Regions from separate parts of the Mus musculus genome. Here region 2 is linked to region 1. The links are chromatin contacts, called in public promoter capture Hi-C maps. All regions are on one chromosome and are shown on one strand. Each heading gives the region's core, a stretch centred on a gene start, on an enhancer-like site or on the middle of the called end of the contact. The rest is flanking DNA. Distances are from core to core; before and after follow the strand shown. Region 1 holds the start of Ajm1 (apical junction component 1). Region 2 holds the start of Egfl7 (EGF-like domain 7).

The links. Promoter capture Hi-C pulls out the DNA fragments that hold promoters and counts their contacts.
Region 2: a contact with region 1 is called in a promoter capture Hi-C map of embryonic stem cells, with 2.3 times the contacts expected there. The contact joins the promoter of Egfl7 here to the promoter of Ajm1 in region 1. A contact is called at or near these places in 5 of 39 promoter capture datasets (the C10 cell line, embryonic stem cells, hippocampal neurons and 2 more) and 1 of 9 other capture datasets (embryonic stem cells).

Annotation. Positions count from the first base shown.
Region 1 is chr2:25,578,547-25,582,039 of GRCm38.p6, reverse strand. It overlaps Ajm1 (apical junction component 1), which reads left to right and starts at 1,941. Exons shown (of 1, transcript NM_001005424.2): 1 at 1,941-3,493. The coding sequence starts at 2,143.
Region 2 is chr2:26,581,769-26,585,504 of GRCm38.p6, reverse strand. Egfl7 (EGF-like domain 7) reads right to left here and starts at 1,640. Exons shown (of 10, transcript NM_198724.3): 1 at 1,457-1,640.

The sequences.
Region 1 (3,493 bases), core at 692-3,191:
CAGGTCCAACCACAGACGTGTATTCTGGAAACTTCCCCAAACCCAGTTTCTCTAAAGACAAGCCAAGGTTTCTGGCTCCTTACAGGACCCTGCCTGGAATCCTTCTGGCAGGCTTCTCTTGGTGCAAGGGACTCCCTGTTCAGACCGAAAGATTTGTGCTTTGGGGATGCTATACATTACCCTTCACTCTACACCGCCTAAAATGAGAGCTAGGTCGTCTGTGGTCCCAGTATACACCTACCTTATAACGCGGCCCCTTTAAGTGCTATTCTATTGGTAGCCACTAGGGGCAGTACTGAGCCGCCAGGCCAGGATCACAGCTGCTGCCTCCAAGCTTCTGCTGGTACCGGGTGTATGTATATATATATATATATTTATAGCGGGGCCAGGTACACACTGGGACCGACCTGGGCTATGCAGACTACTCGGGCTCGGCTCGTGGAGTAATCACCAGGTAAGAGGCCAAGCCAAACTGCCCAGCATGTGGAGCTGTTGGCACGGGAGGGGGCTGCACGGAAGGATGAGGAGTCCCCGCCCCCAAGCAACGCAGACTAGGTTCTTGCTGATGGCTGCTCCAGGACGGGCCAAAGCAGGACTGCTATTTGGGAAGGGCCTTCAAAATACCTAGGATACAAGAGCAAGCCCCAACCCCATCCCAAAGGGAGCGTGTGTCACAGTGCACTGCTCCTGACAGCTGCAGCCAGCAAAGCCGACTGTCACCTTCCTGGGGCGGAGCCTCAGACCCTGTCATCTCACCCAAACTCTGACCTGGCACTGAGTTTAGAATGAAAGGGGTCTTAATAGGGTCGGCATGAACCTGGGTTTGGAACAAGCCTTGGTACTTAGTAGCTCTGACTCCAAAGAGCACCCCTCTAACAGCCCCTTGTACACCTGGACTAGAGACCCGAAAGGCCCATCCACTTACAAGTCCTGCCAGGCCCCAACACACTCTCAACTTCCTCTGGAGCAGATGTCCTGGGAGTAGGTGCATTATGGGGGGAGGGTGTGTGTGTGTGTGTGTGTGTGTGTGTGTGTGATCGCCTTCTTAAACCCTCTTTCTCTAGCCAGCTCCAGGCCCTGGAGACCACAGACACTGGTGGCCCACATCTGAACATTAGCCTAGATCGTTTTCAGCCCATAGCTCCAGGGATGAACAACCACACGTTTCCATGGAGCTTTCCAAAGCCAGAGTGGGAAGGACTCTGTCCTGGGGAGGGGCTTTCCCGCCCTCTCCTCTGCCTCCTCCTAGCTAGCAGCCTCCTGGCTTGGTACACTAGTGGTAGTTTTCAGCTTAGAGGAAGGACACCATGAACTCGTGGCTCACATGGCCCCACGTGGTTCTGTAGCCTAAACCTGGCTTTAGCACACACTGGGGGTGGGGGAAGGGTCCATGTGCAATTCTGCAAAGCAGGAGAGTCTTGCTGTAGCCTTCTCTGTTCCAGCAAGCTTGGTGGGTTTCATTCAAGCAACTGGGGTCCAAGATTTATGCAAAAGGAAGAGGGATTTGAGACCCAAGAAAACTCTGGGATCATTCCTCTGCCTAGGACCTCATCGAGTTGAGGGGACTTACGCTTAGTTAAAAAGGACTTGAGTGCTAGGAGAAGAGTTCTCTGCCCAGCCTAGTCGGCAGGCAGGAACCATTCATTGACTCACCTGGGACTCTGCATTATCAGAGGGTCTACCTGTAAGGAAATCTAAAAGTGCATCGTTCCAACTGTAGGCACCAGAGGGCAGTAGTGCTGAGATCACGTCCCGCTTTGATCTACCTAAGCCTGCCCAACCGACCCTAGTAGGGGGAGAGAATGCCTGGCAGGTTTAACTCAGGAGTTCCCTCTACAAAGAAGGTCCACAGTAGCCTAAATTCTCCTGGCCCATCTACCCCACAGGTCGCATGGACTGTGAGCTTTCTCCTGCAGGTACATCTAACATAGGCATGGAGGCAGCACCAGAAGCCTTGACCATGACCTGCAGCCAAGGCTGCACCATCCCCTATGCCCCAGGTAAGCCGGACCAGCACGTGGGGTGGGGTGGGGTAAAGGGCTTGGGGTGCAGAGGAGGCTGCCCTGACCGGTATCTCCTCCCAGGGCAAAATCCCCGAAAGGCCGTGTGACTGGAGCTGCCAGCCTGGGGACGTCTTTTAAGATGACCCGCACGGACCCGCCGGACTTGCTGGTGTCGACCGTGTACCAGGACATCAAGGTGGTGGACCCAGGGCTCACGTCCAAACGCCAGCCATGTGAGCGATCCGTGGCCCGGCCTGCTGCGCCCACGCCTTTCAACAAGCGCCACTGCCGTAGTTTTGACTTCTTAGAGGCACTGGACGAGCCCACCATGGAGACACACCCAGAGCCGCCACCTCCTGAACCTGCGCCACCGCGCGCCCGACCCAGAGACAGCGAGCCTCGGCGCCGCACCCGTTCCAAGAGCGCGCCCCGTGCGTCCCAAGGCCTGGCGACTGCTCCAGCTTCGCCGCCCGTACTGCAACGCAGAGGTCGGGAAGCCCAGCGTGCAGTGCGGGTGGAGGGGTCGCCGCGCCGGGAGCCCTCGTATCCTGCGCTGAGAGCTCTCGCTAATGAGCTGCACCCCATCAAGCTCCAGCCACAGCGGGGAGGCCCCGGACGCATCGCGCCTCTATGCGCCACCCCAGGCCGCTGCGCACCACCGGAACCACCCTCTGGACCTGTCCCCCATGTCCGCTGCCGTTTGGACATCAAGCCGGACGAGGCAGTGCTGCAGCACGCCGCCCGAAGCTCGCGATCTTGCGCACCTAGAGAGACGACGTCCTGGGCTCGCACAGCTCCACAGTTCCATGGCCTCACAGTTCCCGGCCCTCGCCACGTGGCCCTGTCACGCACTCCTACCCCCAGTGACTTGTACTGTACTGACCCCAGAACTCTGTACTGTGACGGGCCACTGCCTGGGCCCCGGGACTACTTGGAGCACCGCAGTCAACCCTTCACAACGCCTCCAGGTCCCACCCAATTCTTCTACACCGAGGAGCCAGAGGGCTACGCAGGCAGCTTTACCACAAGCCCCGGCCTTCCCTTTGATGGCTACTGTTCCAGGCCCTACTTGTCCGAAGAACCCCCTAGACCCAGTCCAAGGCGTGGGGGCAGCTACTATGCTGGCGAAGTACGCACCTTCCCGATCCAGGAGCCCCCCTCCCGCTCCTACTACGGGGAGACAACTCGAGCCTACGGTATGCCTTTCGTTCCCCGGTATGTCCCAGAAGAGCCCCGGGCGCACCCTGGAGCCCGCACTTTCTACACCGAGGACTTTGGGAGGTACCGAGAACGCGATGTACTGGCTCGGACTTACCCGCACCCGCGCAGCAGCCCACCCTGGGCTGACTGGGGTCCGAGGCCTTACCGCACCCTTCAGGTAATGCCGCCTCCCGCCCCTGGACCACTGTTGGCCTCGTGGCACGGCGGCACCGGCACAAGCCCACCCCGGCTGGCCACCGATAGCCGCCACTACTCTCGATCCTGGGACA
Region 2 (3,736 bases), core at 391-2,890, 1.0 Mb before region 1:
TCCCAGTTTGATTTGGCCTTCAGGATCTGCTTGCAGAAACAGCCCCTGACAACAGAAACTACAGGGTACCCTAACTAGTTATACTCTTGATTCCCCCACCTTCCCACCATCTGTCAAATGTGACCGCTGCCTGCATCTCTGAGTTCCGTAAAGATAGGTAGGAACCCTGCTGAATAGAACCAATGCCCCCTCCCCTCATGAAGCTGAGCACTGTGTAAAGAGCCTGTACACTAACAGGAGAGACCTCACAGCTCTGGGCTCTGGTCCACCTTGTTTATGCATAGACACTGAAGGGAAGGGTTCCTGAGCAATGGCTACCACCCTGCCCTAGAGAGCCTCCTGGCAATTGGACCTGTGGCCATTGTTGTAACTGGGGCTCCAGGGGCTCCTGGCAGGGCATCTATCACTTAAGAGCTGTGTCCAGCCGGGCATGGTGGTGCACACCTTTAATCCCAGCACTTGGGAGGCAGAGGCAGGCGAATTTCTGAGTTCGAGGCCAGCCTAGTCTACAGAGTGAGTTCCAGGACAACCAGGGCTATACAGAGAAACCCTGTCTCAAAAAAAAAAAAAAAAAAAAAAAAAAAAGAGCTGTGTCTGAGAACACCCTGCACAGCCGATTGCCCTTATCCCATTTTGGTTCCTGGAGCTGTGGTCACTTGAACCTTTGGCCAGCCATTCCCGTCTGTTGGGCAGATGGCAACTCAGGTAGCTTTTTACTGGTCCCCCTCTGCCGTTGCTTAGGCAGTCTAGAGAAGGTATACTTCCCAGAGATGCTACTGACATGGGGGTGGGGGTGGGGGGCTCAAGAAGCTCCCCTGTGGTTTGAGGCCAGAGAACAGGGAGAATAGGGAGAAGTGTCACAAAGACGAGATAGACCCCACTGCACCCCATGAAGTTGTCCCTAAGCATAAAGCCCACAAGAGACAGGCTCACCCTAGCTCCATGTTCTATGCCCCTCGATGTGCATGGCTCATCCAGGTTACAAATGTGACTTCAGGGGTCCCACTCTAGGGACTGGTTCCTGGCCGGCACCTCCATTCCTCAGAAATATTCACTCACTACTAATGAGGAGACCCCAGCTCTGTCTTAGCAGAATGGAGGCCATAGCCCTGACCAGAGGGTCCTGCTGGGCTGAGCTCTGATGTCTATGCAGGAGATCCTCCAAAGAGGAAAAGAATGGGGCCAGGAGGTGGGTTGGGTGTCAAGCCTCTCTCAGCTTCTCTTTCAGGGGTTGGTTATGTGCTGCTGGGCATCCAGGGGTGAGGTGTGGAGCCCAGGCTCAGCCACCCAGACCAAGGGCTGGGCCCCAGGCCCTAAGCTCTCCTCTGCTAGATAGGGATGGCTGACAGCGAGGACAGCACACCTCCAGCAGAGCAGCTCATGGATGCTGCAGCTGTCTGTTTGAGTTCTCAAGGCCCCACCACCCACTTTCTACATGCAGTACCATCCTGCATACCTGATGCTGCCCAGGCCTGGCTGAGGCCACCTCTGCTGCCTCCATGAGCCAACCATGCAATGCAACCTGCCCTTCCAGGGAATGTCTGCTGCCCAGGGTCCCTCCTGAAGTCTGCACGCCTGTCCTGTCGACCGAAGCCTTCCTCGTGGACTGCACAGCAGCCTGCCAGTGCACAGAGGCTCCTCCCGGGTGAAGAAGGGTGGCTTTTTATGCTCCATCCCGGGTAAATCAGGACTGGGATGGGCCCTTCCCGCCGGACTTCCTGTGTGTGTTCTCTGCTGATAACGGGGATCCGTCAGCGAACAAACAGGAGGCCAAGGGGCTGAGGAGGTCATTAAGGGAGGGGGGCTGACCAAACTGTGGAGGAGGGGGTTGTTGATTCCCTGGGACTCCAGGGTCTAGCCCTGAAGCAGTCAGAGACCCCACCTATGTTCAGGAGCAACCTAAGTGGTAACAGTATGAAACAAAGAACGTGACCAGGGCCTTCCCATTCCACAGAGACAGCGGGGGCCACAAGACATCCATGTGGGTGACAGAAGTAGCCTTCTGCTTCTTTGGGACACAGGAGCTTGGGCCTTCCCTAAATGTGTGTAACACAGGTACCTGAAAGCAAAGCCTGCCCCACTGGAGCTGCGTGCAACCAGGGTGGCATGCGGTTGGAAGGGAACTTGGGGTGGGCAAGACAGGCCCGATGGTCTGAGAATAGCTTATTCTGTGGGTACAAAGGCCCACGACTGGGGAAAACACCAGCTCAAACTCAGCTCAGACTCTCCTAGAACCCAGGCTGTTTCTTCCAGGGCATCAGCCCAGGCTGCCAGTGAGCCCCTGACTCTCGAGGTGTGCAGATGGGTCTGAAAGCCTGCAGGCTCAGTTGACTGGGATGCTCTGGGATGACTATCCCAAGACCTGGAAGCAAAGAGTACTCCTAACCTCTCCTCCCCTCCCTTACCCCCTAGCAGGCTGTGGGGAGGCGCTGTAACACCGTAGGGTCCAAGATCCCAACAGTGGAGGATTCAGGCCAGGCACTCAGACCCCATGGAAAGGGATGGGAGGGATAAAGTGCCAAGAATTGGGCCGCTGCCAAGAACATGCCCAGACCTCTGTAAGCGAAGGCACCTAGAGCAAAGCTTTCCACCGAGGCTGAGCTTGCAGTGTCAGCCTTACATTGACTCAGCCTGCCTGTTGATGCCTTGGGCACCTCCTTTCTGTGCCCTGCCTCTCTCCCACCTCACTCAGCTGGACAACTTGGGCTAGGACGGAGGTGGGGCAGCCTGGGAGCTTCCTGGTGAACTTCACCTCTTCGGCACCCTCCCTCCAACATGGCCTGGGATGGAGATTGCTCTAGTGCTCAGTCTGTGTGCTGTACTGGGAAGAGTGCTCCAGCCAATTAAGACACTGTACTTCTCTTCCAGAGCTCAGTTTCCCCGTATGTCCTGGGGGACAAGAGAGTTCCTGTTCAATAGAGCCATGATGGTTGAAGGGGTTCATGGCATTCAAATGTTGGTCTGACAGTCTAAAGATAGTTCTTAGGTTTTCTTATTCTAAATGCATACCTGATTTGGGGGGGGGGGGGCACCTCCTCTTTCAGTCATACAAACTAGCCACACCCTCAGCCCTCCATTGGCTTGTTCTGCTTTCAATCATACAAACTAGCCACACCCTCAGCCCTCCATTGGCTTGTTCTACTTGACCTCTGCTTCCGCCCAAGGGGCTTGTCCACAAGGGCCCGAGTATCCCACCACTGGTGGGAGTCAGGTAGGCCCTAGAGATAGCCCTGTATCATGTCACCTGGGCCTGCCCCTCTCTGTCCTAGCTGCTGTACTAAGCCATCATTTCCCTCATCCACAAAAGGATCGGCAAACATTGGGCTGGCTAGACCAAGAAAAGGGACACTGAGGCTCAGAGAGGGAAGGTACTTGGCCAGGTGAGCAGAGGTTAACTCGGGAACAGAGCCCTCTTTTCCTCGGGGAATTCAGATCAGTCTAGGAAACTAGTCATGAGGTCGGCTGTGCCAGCAATGGCTGAGGGTTGCAAAGTTGTGGTCTAACCTTCTGTGGTGCTCAGTGCATAGGGAAACTGCCTAACAGAGCCCCACAGGTCGGCCTATGGAGGCCCACAGCCAACATGGATAGTTTTGCTATTCAGTGGCCTGAGTGTATCCATTCACCATCTCCTGACTATTCTGCCTTCCCTGCCCCAACCCGGCCAGACTGAGATGTATCTAAGAAAAGAGATCCCTGGTTCAGAGCCTCAGAGTGCCACCTCAGTCCCAGAGACAGA